Linked DNA regions of Anas platyrhynchos: region 1 is linked to region 2. The links are chromatin contacts, called in public Hi-C maps. All regions are on one chromosome and are shown on one strand. The core of a region is the stretch at or near the end of the contact, and the rest is flanking DNA. Distances in the headings are between cores, read along the strand shown.

What was found. A called contact is a pair of places that touch in the nucleus more often than the background predicts.
Region 1: a contact with region 2 is called in a Hi-C map of small yellow follicle, with 3 times the contacts expected there. The contact joins two enhancer-like sites. A contact is called at or near these places in 2 of 8 Hi-C or Micro-C datasets (F5 follicle and small yellow follicle).

Annotation. Positions count from the first base shown.
Region 1 is chr1:87,324,297-87,331,223 of IASCAAS_PekinDuck_T2T, reverse strand. All of the region lies in intron 7 of ZBTB20 (zinc finger and BTB domain containing 20), which reads right to left. Among named protein-coding and RNA genes, the nearest start is that of DRD3, 220 kb to the left of the region's middle. Within about 2 kb of position 5,138, at least 4 of the 8 cell types and tissues checked have an H3K27ac peak or open chromatin away from gene starts, as enhancers often do. A contact at or near this core is called in F5 follicle and small yellow follicle, where this site is marked.
Region 2 is chr1:87,207,551-87,213,991 of IASCAAS_PekinDuck_T2T, reverse strand. All of the region lies in intron 5 of ZBTB20 (zinc finger and BTB domain containing 20), which reads right to left. Among named protein-coding and RNA genes, the nearest start is that of ZBTB20, 200 kb to the right of the region's middle. Within about 2 kb of position 2,036, at least 4 of the 8 cell types and tissues checked have an H3K27ac peak or open chromatin away from gene starts, as enhancers often do. A contact at or near this core is called in F5 follicle and small yellow follicle, where this site is marked.

The sequences.
Region 1 (6,927 bases), core at 3,889-6,388, 110 kb before region 2:
TATATGAGAAGGCAAAATGTCAAAGCCTTTCTATTCTGAGAACAATCTCTATACAAACAAAGAAAAAAATCAATATAGATTTTCACACAGGGAAGTATTTTACACATCATTGAAAGCTTACTTTTAAACAGTACTTTTTCTGGAGGGTTTTTAAAGAGCCTAACATTACTGCCCCTTCTGGCCTTCCCTGTCTCCTCACACACTCCCTTTCCATTCTCTTCTCTTCCTCTCGCTCTTTATTAAAAAATAACCAAGGAACTGCTATTAAACACTAACCCAGTGGTTCTCTCGGTCCAGAAGCTCCTCTTCAACAAAGGCCAGCACTGGTTGTACTGAAGAGATGCAAAAACCCCTCTTTAAAAAGATAAAATTCTAAGTAAGCATGTTGGAAAGGGAGCAAGTGGGGCAAATTTCTAACTTACTGCAGGGATGGATACGTTTTCAAGAAGGCTTTGGCATTTTAATTAAATGAAGGGACTGCATTAGATGCAACAAAGTCTTGTTACTTGTCTGAAGTTAGGCAAGATGCTTCTCTCCCTGTCTTTCTTTGCAAATACGAGTACAACAACAACAAAGAAAAACAGGCACAAGTCTTGTCTCTGTTTTCTCTCTATGCTGTAGGTGTTACAACAGCCATATATTAATTCCATAAATTCTGTGCTTTCTCCAAGACTGGGATAATAAAAGTGGGCAAAAATTTGCAAGAATTGGAAGTACTAATAGTTACACAAAATTAAATAAATTATAAATGCACACAAAATATCAATTGCAAGGGAAGTAATAGGATAAAAGGTGTTACAGAATCAAAGTTATTAGGTATGAAAGGGACCTTGGAAGTTCTTGAGTTCAAACTCCTTCATCTAGTCTAGGGTAGTATCAAAGGCCATCTCCTTGATCTCATCTCCTCTCTTTGACTGTCTCCTTATGCTTTTGATCAATTAATTAATTCTTTGTAATAATTTCTAATTACTATTTTCTAACTTCCATCCTTTTCTTTCCTCTCCTCTATGTGTGCACACATCATAGACCACAACTCGCTTGCACGCACCCCTGCTTCTTAAAAGTCCCACCTCTTCTGCTGACTTACTGCTCTCCTAATCAAAAGGGCAGGAGGAAGCAGCCAGGATTCATTCTTCTACCTTTCTCCTTCTCTCTCCCTCTCTTTTTTCAAATGGCATAAATGTCAACTTTCTAAAAGGATGTTTGGCATAGCTGAGTTCAGTCATGTAATGTACAAAGTCGGCATGATCAAAAGGTTGCAGGGCTGCCCACTGCTAAAGAAGAAGAAAAAAAAGGAAACTGGGATCTCTTCTGAAGTGTGAAAGAATGCGTGAGCCAACTGTTGCCACTGGAAACACCATGTCTATTAGCAGTGGCAGTGGGTCTGAAACAAGAAAGCGTAGGTCCGAATTCCAATTTTTCCTAAATTCAGAGCTGTTTTAATCTGATTTTCCTCCCTTAGAGAAACAGGGATATACAGAGCTATGGAACTGAATGCTTTTATTCTGTGCGTTGTTATACAAAAAGACTACACCTATGTAAAAATACAGCAGTTGTTTTTATAGACAAAGTTGCTGAAACTAATCAGACAGAACACGGATCCACACATCAAAAATACACAGTCTTTCTGGTGGTTTTATACTGCTATCTCTCACCACAGTGTGTTCGTTCTCATTCTATCCACCATTGAAAAAAGCAGAGATTATTCCTCCTCTCCACATAACCAAAATCATTTTGATTTCATGTGGAAACTGGTTTGCAATTGTAGGGTGCTTCAGGATTGCTAAACACATGCTCACATACTCCTCTACGTTTCTGATGCAATGCTTCTGGTTTTATTCAGCCATCCTATTTGCTCCACTTTGCTGCGCCCCTGTGAAAATTTTTACATCTTCTTACCTAATGTCAACATTAGAGAACACTCCAGCTATGCCATGGACTCCTATGAAATGCCTGAACTCAGTGGCCCAAAAATCGGTGGTCCAAATACTCAGCATTAATAATCTCTACATGAGCCATGACTGAGTTTTCTAGCCAGAAGATAACCCAAAAATGTAGACAGAAAAGCTCATCATCAATATCCATTTAATAGAAAAATCTTAATTATAGATAGCTTTCAGTCCCAGAACAGTAGACAGGAACTTGAGATTAATTCCCCCTATGACAAAGTATGTGAACAATAACCAGAATTTGTAATCAATACCCAGAGGAGAGAACATCCAAATTGTAACAGGGATTTGGGATTCATTCCCAGAGGACGTAATATATGATTTGGAGCAGGTAGACTGGGATTAATTTTTGATTATGAAATATTTGAACAGCAATTTTCAACTTTTAATGAAGAGAGGACGTGGACACCACAATTAATATAATTTCTAAGTCTCTCCATCATATTTCAAGACACAAATGACAGATCACAAACAGCTGTTCGGGTTGTATACAAGTTAATGTGGGAGTGCCACCTAAAGGAAAGTGCACTAGGATGGGACTCTGGAGAGAGGCATGCAAAGGTAAGAGTTGCAGTTCATTTCTAATAAAACTTGCTTATTGAAAATTCTGCATTAGAATGAATTACTCTGTGTTTGCTGACTGTACATGGATAATCTTAAGTCAGAAAACATCGGCACAAAATCATAGCTCTTCTTCTGCACTAGGAAAAATTTAAAGGTGTTCAAAGGAGAAGGAATTCTTGCTCTGAAGGAAAATTTCAAAGCAGAAGTATGCAAGTCAAAATATACAGAATCTCAGCATGTCCTGGAGGAGAATACAATCAAAGTTTGTAAAGTTACTTAGAATATAATAAAATAGCTAATTATTTACCTAGAATAAAGATCACAAGTGAGCTGTGAATCTTATCCTTTTCTGTTAGCTTTTCCAAAATAGTTTTCTTTATGTTTTCCTCACAGACCAATGAGTAATTTTAATGATAATGAGCTACATCTGTAGCTATGTAAGATAAAGCAAATTTAATCTGCCTGCATATTTTGCCATTTATGAGTTCATGTAACAAATTGATGCTTCAGGATGGCAAGCTGATCATTGCAGGAGGCAGAAAGAAGCTGGCCTCCATGTCCAGTATTGCTCAGTTGGGTAGATTCAGTATCCAGAGGAAAAAGGCCTTCCCCAGAAGCAACCTTCAGATGCAGGACTAATAATAAGATGAAACAAAAGCCTTTTTTATGCTCAGCAAATACTCCTAATTTATCTTTCCTATCTTTTAAAAGATTTTAAAAGCTGCTGGGATTTCTGGAATTGGTGATTAACTCTTTCTTTTTACTCGTTACATAATTTTTTTTGAACTTTCACTAGAAACAGCCAAGCCAGGCGGTATTCCTTGTGGGGCTACCCCTCTCCCCTAAACCCTCAGATTCACATCTGCCTATGGATCATTTCCTAACCCTCCAAAATTATATACAAGTATTCTGTCTCTGCCAGACCCTATTAATCATAAACTTCTTCTCATTTCATTTCAGTATTAAACTCATCTTGTTCAAATCTCTAATTTTCCACAGTGACAGAGGAGTTCTCTATACATCATTCAGCTCTATTTCCTAGATACGTTCAGAATTACAAAATTCATTCAAGCCCATCTGATCTCTTCTCACTAAACCTTCTGCCTTCCACTGACTGACAGAGAAGAATTAGCCTTCCTCCTGTCAAGTATACATCTTTCCTCACAAAAGTATGTGAAAACACATCCAAATACAGCCAGTGACTCAGCGTGCCCTTGTACTTGTGTCTTTGCTCTACAGAGCACTCAATTTTATGGAGCAGCAAGTCCCACTGATACAATATCAAACAGACTACTAATATTTCTAGAGTAAAAACAGCTGTAGCATTCCCTACACCACGGGGTATCGCATGTTGAAAGCACCAATGTGGATGAAGTGGCACTGTTTGCACCGCTCATTCTTGGGGAAGCAGGAAGTCTCACAATGAAGTCATGCTCCGGAGTGACACCGCTGAGCCTAATACATCACAGGTCGTTTTAAGTCATTAAAAAGTAAAAATTGCCAACCACAGTTATCCTCAGTGATCCTATCTAATATTAAACCCAGATGCAGATTTCAGGGTTGGGAAGAACGAGTATGTCAGATAGTCTCCCTTCTTTCCTTGCTGTAACAGTGCCATCCGTTTCGTTTTTAACCCAGTGCCACAGCTTCTCTACAGTTTTACAAAGAAACAGCAGCACTGTGCCAGCAAAACAAACGATGGTACTGCTGTAGTGGACAGAGATGGGACCAAAAGAGCACTCAAGCCACTCTTTGAGCTTTTTGGTGAGCCAGGGATTCAGCAGAAACAATGACACCACCCGCAGAAGCTATGTGGCACAAGAAGTTTGGTGCCAGGCAGAGTCCTTTTTCTCACACAGGGTCTAAGAGACTCAGGCTCCAAAGAAGCAAGCTTCTTCACCATGACACGAGACCTGCAGGGCCCTCCACTGCCACGTTCACACCCAGGCTACACCACCTCTTCTGGCAAGTTAACCAAAGCATCTAGTCCAGGAGACTTGGAGTCAGTGAGACTTCATCAGGGCTTGGTGTTACGTTAGTCACCTCACCAACCTCTGCCTCAGTATCGCCAAGCATGAATTAGTTTTTGGCACCTACCAGTTCATAGGGTTGATATCTTTCTAAGCATTAGACAGACAGATTGATATTTCATTTTAGAGAACACTCTCTATTCTATTATACTTTTGCTGATTGGAAAGCAAACAGACTCTGTAGCAGTATTGCTTGACTAAAAACCTGTAGAAGAAATTAAGTTGCAGTCTTTTGCAACCAGAATCTGGAAGGGTGTCCCATTGTAATATTTTCAAAGAGAAGTTGTGCTTGCAGTATGTATGTGCATATGGTGTTTATGAATTGTTTTTTAACTTTAGATATTTTATTCATTTTTCCACATGCTACAAGTAGAACACACATCTTTGTTGGACAGACACCAATACAGTAACACAGCTTTAGATTTCAGACACTCAGGATTTAGTGGGACAAAAGGCTACCCTATCTTCATGCCAGGACATCACGTCCTGAAATTAGGACACATGCCATCAGGCAGTCAATATCTCACTAAAGATATGCTGCCCTCAATACATTCAGTTATACTAAACGAAGGAAACTGTAACCACTTCCAGTTATTCCATACAGAGATAAGGACCATGAGAACTCTAAGTCTTGGCATCCAGCATCCTATTTTGATTACACTGTATTGTGGGATCTGCTGTTATCCACAGTTTGTGGACTTCATTTTTTTTTTTTTCCCACTTGCAGTATGTACACAGCCAGCATAAAAACATCAGTCATAACAAGGTTCAGAAGTCAATAAAGTAGAGAGAGGAAGGTGGGTAAGGAACGGCACAGAAAAACCTGGCTTGTTCTTTCTGAAAGCGAGTCAGAAAAAGCACAGACCCTACTGGTATCTGCATCCTTGGTCCCTGTAGTCAGCAACACAGAGTTCAAAATTCACTTCTCCCATTTACACTGTGTGCATGCACAGAAGTTTCTCTGAAGAATACTTAATGCATGTTCTCTAGGATAACGGGCTAGTCAACCTGAGAAGTGCAGTTTATTGCTCAAACTCAGATGAAATGCAAGCGTGAACAGCTTCCCTTCATACCAGAAAAGTCTGTCCTACTACTGCCATGTCTAATAACTACACAAACCTTGTTTATTTACTTTCAACACTGCTGTGTCTTTGTAAGCCATACCACTGCCATAGGATTCACAGGATGGTGGCATTTAAGAGGGAGAGGCAGTGGTTTAATCAATTTTCCAGAAAAAAATAACTCCGAAACCAAAATAAAGCATTCTTGATGAAGAATGGAAACACTAATGTTATAACCGAGTAGTTTTTTTGTAATTTAACATGCTGAACAATTATTCTGGTAAGTGCAATGTAAGACTGGACAGACTGGTTCAGAGAAAATAAATAAATACTCGTTCTGTTCCCAGTAGCAATTTAACACCTCTCTTGCACACCAAGGTCTCAGACACACTGAGTACAAAAAAATACTTCTTTCCCACCATCTGAAAAAAAAAAAAAAAGGAAAAAAAAAAAAGAGAGAGAAGAAAAGGGAACCAAAGATTAAAATTTACATGGACTTCATACGCTTCAGTTTTTAGATATACAAATTAAAATGCCTAAGTTGGTATATAATGCACATGATCCTAATGATTCTTGTCCAGAGCCCTACTGAAAGTCTCTTCCTGTGGCTGGGATAAAGGTGAGGTCTCTTGACAAGCTATAATGAACGGTTAACCTCACTTTCCTGATAAAATGCAAACGCTTTCTGACTTCACTCTTTTTTTGAAACAAACCTAAGCGGTTGAAATACCTGAACTTCTGTCCACATGGCTGCTGCTCTGTGCATGAAAAAACAAAAAGGAAATTCTCGCTCAGGTGTATTGGGCACTGCTGCTGGCAGGTTTGGATCTGCTCCCCAAATGCACAGATTCAGGGCAGAACCAAGTCATCTCCCCCACCACCGCTGCCTCTTCAGTGGCACACCAGCCCCAGGGCTGTGCGCACGGATTTGAGGGAGGCACGGTATAAATAGGAGATGTGCCGTAGCCCTGCGGATCACAGGTGGCACAGCACATTTATCTTCGCGTGTGCCAGGCTGGATATCTACAACGTACAAGTGGGAAAGGTCAGACGTGTCAGCTACGATGGCAACAAACAGCCTCACCAGCCAGCACAGGTGCATTCACCTCTTGCTGCTCGCGGTGCTTGAGGCACAGCTTGGGAGCACCGGGCATCACGTCCCACCACCGAGTGCCACCGCCCCAGCCTGGGACGCTTGCTCCTTCCCTGGCTGCTCCAAAGGACGCTGTCTGGGCTGCATCCTGCAGCACAGGGGGCAGATAACGCCCGTATTTTGGAACCGCTCTCTTCAGGGGCCGTGGAAGAGATGTATTATTTATAGGC
Region 2 (6,441 bases), core at 787-3,286:
TTTTTTTTTTTTTTTTTTTTAACATGCTCAAAGCAATCAGCCAGTAGAGCCAGACACTGTCCTCAGGTAACCTCGCGTAGCTGCCTTGAGTGCAAAACACTGTCACTTCTCAGACTTCGCACACTGTGATCGGCTTCCTTCCTTCACAGCCGTCCCCCGGGGGAGGACAGAAGTGCAGCCGGCCCTCTCCTCGCTCGCGTGGCACCGGCACCGTGCGGCAGCTGCAGGGCTGCCGGCAGCCCCGCAAATCTATGTGCGCTTTTTGGGGAGAAACCCTTCCAAATTCAATTGACAGAAACACAGATACGTGGTCACCGTCACTTTTTAACTTCCTCTTCGGATTATTTTTTTTTCTCCCTGCTAGAAGCTCCTACTTGCTCTCAGTTTCAAAGCTTTTTTATTATTATTTCCACCAGCCAGCCAGACTTTCTGCGGTGATGTCCAGAAAGAAAAATCTTTTAACGTGTCTTGGTGCTTTTCGGGGGACCACAGCAGCTCACAGGACTAATGTCCCCATCCCATCTCCCCACAGAAGGGACCCTCAGCACTATCCATGCCACGTGTCACCACTACAGCACTATCCCTGAGCAGTTTCAGCTGCTACAGCAGAGGAAAGCAGAACTCGGAATAGTAACTTTAGAAGAACATCTTAACTTGGAGAAAGAGAAACATATCCTGCAAATTACACCCATGTTTAGGTACACTAAGTGGGTAACAAATGATTTAAGTGCTCCAGGAGGGTTAAAATTCAGCTGCTGAATGCTATGCCTTTATCCAGTAAATCCCTACCTAAATCCACAGACCAGCTTCTGATTAGCAAACCCCGATGCAAACCTGAGCTCCTTCTACCTGAATCCCTGCCACCAACACCAAATTTACAAAGGTGTGCCTCTGATCCAGACCCAACCCAAGGAGCGATGTCTTTGGGAAGGCTGGACAGTGGCTTGGTAAGCAGCACATGTCCCTTAGGTCAGCCTGCACGGGCTGTTACCAAGTAGAAAAGGGATTTTGGGCCCCGGTGAAGAGGCTGCATCCATTAATTGGCTGGCTACAAGGAGCTTGCATGTGCTCGACTGTTTTTGTTGGGGTTTCCCACCTACCTCTGTTGAAAGTTGCCGGAGAAAAGCTGGCTGGCTATTTGGCAGAAGATTCTCCCTGATGGGATTTTAACCAACAGTCCAGGTGCCCAGTAGACATTACTGATGCACAGTTCCAGCTCTGCTTTTTTATTTTTTATATATAATTTTATTTTTTACTTATTTATTTAAAGTTTTATCCATCTTCACTTACAGCACGCAGTGCACTTATTTTCAGCTCAGGTTTAAAAACTCACCAGGAGAAAAACCGTAATACCTTATCCTATCAGACTAATAACACAGAGCTTACATGCCCTTTAAATCAGAATTGCTTCCCCCCAGCCAACGGTGGATAAAATTGTTCTAGACTGCAGCAGATGGAACTGGAAACCTTTCCTTCCTGTTTATATCTGGGGCACATATGATCAGCCTATGCGGATAAGGCTTCAGCAAAACATTTCCAAAAGAAGTGTATCAGGAACGCGAGCATTTGCAGATAATAAATCACAGAAAAATGCACCATTAGAGCTCTGGAAACAGCCCTTTTTCACCCTGCAAAGGGGATCAAAAGCTCCAAAGTACTAAGCCAGGCTGAGCAACTTCAGTCTCTACGTCCCTCAAGCATGAGAGGAGCACACAAATCTTTTGTATGTCAACAGCCAGGGCAACAGCGGAGGGAGAAGGGTTTCCTGAAGCAGCTGCTGACAAGGTGCGCTCAGGAAGGAGCACAGAGGCCCTATGTGATCGCCTTAGAGTAAGGAAGGTTTCCTGGTAGATCTCCAGGACTAGGCACTGCGAGAAAAGACTCCCCACTCAGGCCACGGACTGGGAACCTGACCAACACATGCATTTTCTAGTGCTCGTTATCAGTTTCGGAGAGCAGGTTTATCTTCAAAGGACCTAATGCAGCAGGGAAAGAGCATCCCCTGCCCTTTGCAGCCGGGGAACACAGGCACAGATATATTGAGTTTTCCAAGGTTACAGAGCCGGAGACGAGGAAAAGAACCCAGATTTCTCTTGGTCTGCTGATCAGAGCCTTAAAAACACCAAACAATCCTCCCTCCAGCTTCAAGGCCACAGTTTGATGCTTAGTACTTTCGGAGGGCATAATCTGGGCACAAGTGAGGACGTGCAAGACAGGGGAAAAAAAAAAAAAACTTGTTTGATCTTCACGGGAAACCCTAGCCCTGAAGTAACCTTGAGGTAACGAATAATGAAAAACATGATTTCTACTTGCAAGTTTAACACATGAGGTTTGGCGGTCATCAAAGTGGTTTTGACTCTAAAGTGAGAACTGGTGTTTTTACACTATACTTTCAGCACAGTGGTTTTAAAATCTCTCTGTAAAGATGGATACAAGCAGTTTGTTTATTAGGTTAGGAATTAAAGAGTGAAAAAAATAATAATTTTAAACTCTCCTTGGCTTAATTACTCTTAACATTTATTCACTTAATCAGAAGAAAGAAAAAATCAGCTTGACTTTTTTGACAGCAAAGACAAACCAACCGGAAAATTCACCTCCTACAAGAAATGTTGAAAGGCAAAACTCTGGATAGCAACATGTTAATAAAATGCTTTCAAATACAGACACAACTCGATTGTAATGAAATCTTATATTCTCTTTGACCTGCCACCTCTGCATTCAGCTTCTCCCCTCCAGAAGACAGGGAAGAGTCTTAGATTCAAGTATCGTTTTTCACCTCCTTACCCAGAGGAAGGGGCACTGCACAGGATACAGATATGCAAAATCAGGTGCCTGTGAATTTACTTTGCAAACTACCTGCTTACACAAAAATAAAAAAATTAAAAAAAAAAAAGGAAGAAGCTACAGTAAGGTCAGAAAATATGACTATTTCTTCAACATTATTTTGTTTCCTTCCTTAATTAATGTTGCTAAGACAGATGAATACTCTTAAATTCATTTCAAAAATAGGGAATACTGGGGGCCACTGATAGTTGTTTTTTTCCAAGTTTGCAACAAGTCAGCAGCAACGCTGGGAATGGACCACTGCTGCCAGGCTCTCATTTTGTGTCTCTGCCTCTGCTCCGGGGCCCCAGATCTTCCCCAGCTCCTGGGAAATAGTGACTTTTATATCTAGAGATCAAAGGGGCAGCATTTATTCTCTGAGGACATGAAGTCCTAATACCAGCTAAGACTAAATGCTCTTAAATTGTTCACTGTAGGGAACTTGGAAAAGAGACTTTGTTTTGCACCATTTATAGTGTTCTGCAATCAAAAAATTTCAGAGACTGCAGGAAGATACATACTTACATTTAGGTTTGAGATGACTGTTCCAGGCCTCACCCTAACATAATATTTCATAGGCAAATAATAAAATGGATAGAGATGGTCTTTCATAACAAGCTTCCAATTTTATTTGGTTCTATTTAATCACGTATTTTGCTGAGGCCAACTGCATTCTCTCTGGTTGCTTAGACAGTGGGTTTCATGCATTCTTGCATATATTTGAACTTTTGATCATTTTCCAAAAATTCACTGCTAGTATCCTAGGCAGCCATCACTGGGTAGTGATATGGGTCATTCTAGTTCAGAATAAAAAGGAGATGAGTGTGACTGATCCTTTTTCTCAAGGCCAAATCTCATAACAAATCATCTGGAAAACTGCCAATGACTTCAATGAGACCAGAAATTGTCCCTACTGTTATCTAAAAAAACTTCATCTTCCTTATGAGAAAAGCAGGGTGCAAATACTCTAGCCAGACTAGCTTCATTCTCCTATAGACTAGGAGCAGGAGAATCAGATGAAAGAGCAAAGAAAGGGATAGAAGTCTTTACTGCTGGCTGTACATTGTTGCTCATTGAATTCCAAAGTAGATGTAGGGAAAGCAGCATCGCCTCAGTTCATTGCAAACAGGATTGCATCAGTTCTTTCCAAGCAAAAGTGGAAATCCTACCTTTTTTCTTTTTCTTTTTTTTTTTTTTTTAAGAGCTATTTAGAACACTTTTAATTTATTAAATTATATAATACAGGCCTGTTCCTGTCTTAATCCTTTGGACTTAGCTCCCAGCAGAGGGTGAATGGAAGAAAATGAAGCTGGAATATAAACTACTTATGAAGTGCCTTTTGCCAAAAAAATAAAAGGACAAAGGAATAAAAAACATGTTTTTGTTGTTTGTTTTTAATTTCATGCTTTGGAAAAAATATCAGCACACCTATATGTGTGTGCATGCACATACGTCAGAGTTACTGGAATAACAAGAAAGAAAGTGAGCTGATCTTTAAAAAAAAGCCAGGAATCTGGGACTTGAATTCTCTGACTTCAATAGTGTTGCAAGGACTTGGAATGTGACAGATACTGGCATACTGTGTCCTGCTGTGAATGAGTGCTTGACTCTGAAGCTTTATAGCATCTCTGTTCCTAAACAGCAAAACGCACTACTCACGAGGCACATCTGAAGACTTAGGATTTGATGTGCTATTCTTGACCTCTCCCTTTCCAGTGTGCAGTGCTTACCCTGTCAACTGCCTGGCCTGTTATTGACCTTTAATTTCACAATAGGCTCATGTTGACAAATCACTTCGAAATGAGATCAACATAGATACGTAACTCATGTACGATACAAACAGAGAGGAGTTTTCAAAAGCTGGTGAGCACAGGAAAACAAGCAGCAGTCATTATGTATAAGGGGAGTTACACGTTCAGCTGTTTGCATGCTGGGCTGACATCTTCAAGTATGGTATTATATTGCTAAAGCACCTTTTTTTTCCTGAAAGCCTATAACATTATTTTTTTTTCTTTTGTTGATCTAGTCCTATATTGTCTCTCAGTTCTGCTAGGCAGCCACCTCTAAGACGGAGGCAGGTATACAAGCAGGACACAATACTGAACCACCAGGGGGTAATGGGATTTTTGGTTATTCCAAACACCACCAACCTTCCTTATCGCCACAAACCTCTTATAGGAACACAAAGAGAACATATAGGAAGTCAATTTCAGGGTGAATTACATGATAATCAATTTATGTGCCAGAGGAAAAAAAAAAAAGATGGAAGGTGGAGGGAGTTTGAGATGCCTGCCCACAATGAAGGAATTTCAGTCTTGAGCTTCATACCCCATGAGCAACCCCTCTAGCAAAGTTATCTTGTTTCACTGCTCTTTATGTTACGGGGTAAACACTTAAAGTGATAAGTTAACCACAGAATGTTTGTATTAAACATGGGCCTCCTGCTCCCTAGTTTCTATAATTTACAACAAAGAGTTTATTAAACACAACTCTTTCTGTCTGACATTCAAATCTATCTCTGCAACACACTCTCCTCTGGATTTGCGCCACAGAATGAAATGCTATGGAAAAACAAAATAAACCAAAACCCTGCTGTGGAAACAGGACAAATCTAGTTTCACATCCCCTGCAGAGAGAGAAACAAGACGGAAGTAAAAAGCACCAAATGGAGCTCATAAAGCTTCACTCTGATCTCAGCCTCCACATTCTGGCAGAAAGCACCACCTAAGAGATGTGCTCTGCTTCAAGTGACAACAGCCTCTGATTACAGCATGAGCGCAAAAAAAATATATTGTCTGTGAACAATTATCCCGAACAAACTCTGAATAAGGGAAATCTGACGGCAGAATAAGGGGAAATGTGGTGGGAGGTAGGGCCGATCGCCCCCCTCCCTCGCCAAGGCCTTATCTCACACACCAGCCATCTGTAGTAGCTGTGCCTGCTACTACAGCTTGTGGGCTCCGCAGAGCCTCCTCTCCGCAGCCTGCCTGCCTCTCACTGCACCCATCAGAAGCCTTCTCCACCACAGGAGGGAAGCTGGTGTAGTTTGGGAACAAAACCGATCCCTTTTATCGCAGGTACACGCTTGTGCTCCTCGTAACACTCCGCATAGCGACACATAAGCAGAAAGGAGCCCATCCCAACCCACAGATGCCACAGGGAGCTAATGGAACTAGTGTTCATTAACTCTCTTGATAAATCTCCTAAGAAAAATTACGTATTTGTTACTCACTGCCCACAACAGGAACAGATTCTGGACATTTTGAACCTAACATGACAGAGAAAGATGCACACCTCTCACTACTCACAAGTTACTATTCCTTAGTTACACCTTTGAAGGCAACCAACAACCCAGAGAGAAAAGGATGGTGGGCCTGAGGCAGGGATTCTTTGGGGAAGGATTATTAGTTTTACATTACAGGCACGTAAATATGTACTTAAGTGTACACACCCTCATGTACTTAGGTACGTATATAAATGGTAAAGGAAAGAAAAACAACTAGATACAGAGAGGCCACTGCGGGATCAACCAAGCTGTCGTCTTACCAGCAAAACTGCTCTTAAATTCAGGTAGGAAACAGCTCTTCTGCAAGAACGCTTTGCCCAAACAGGGGAGAT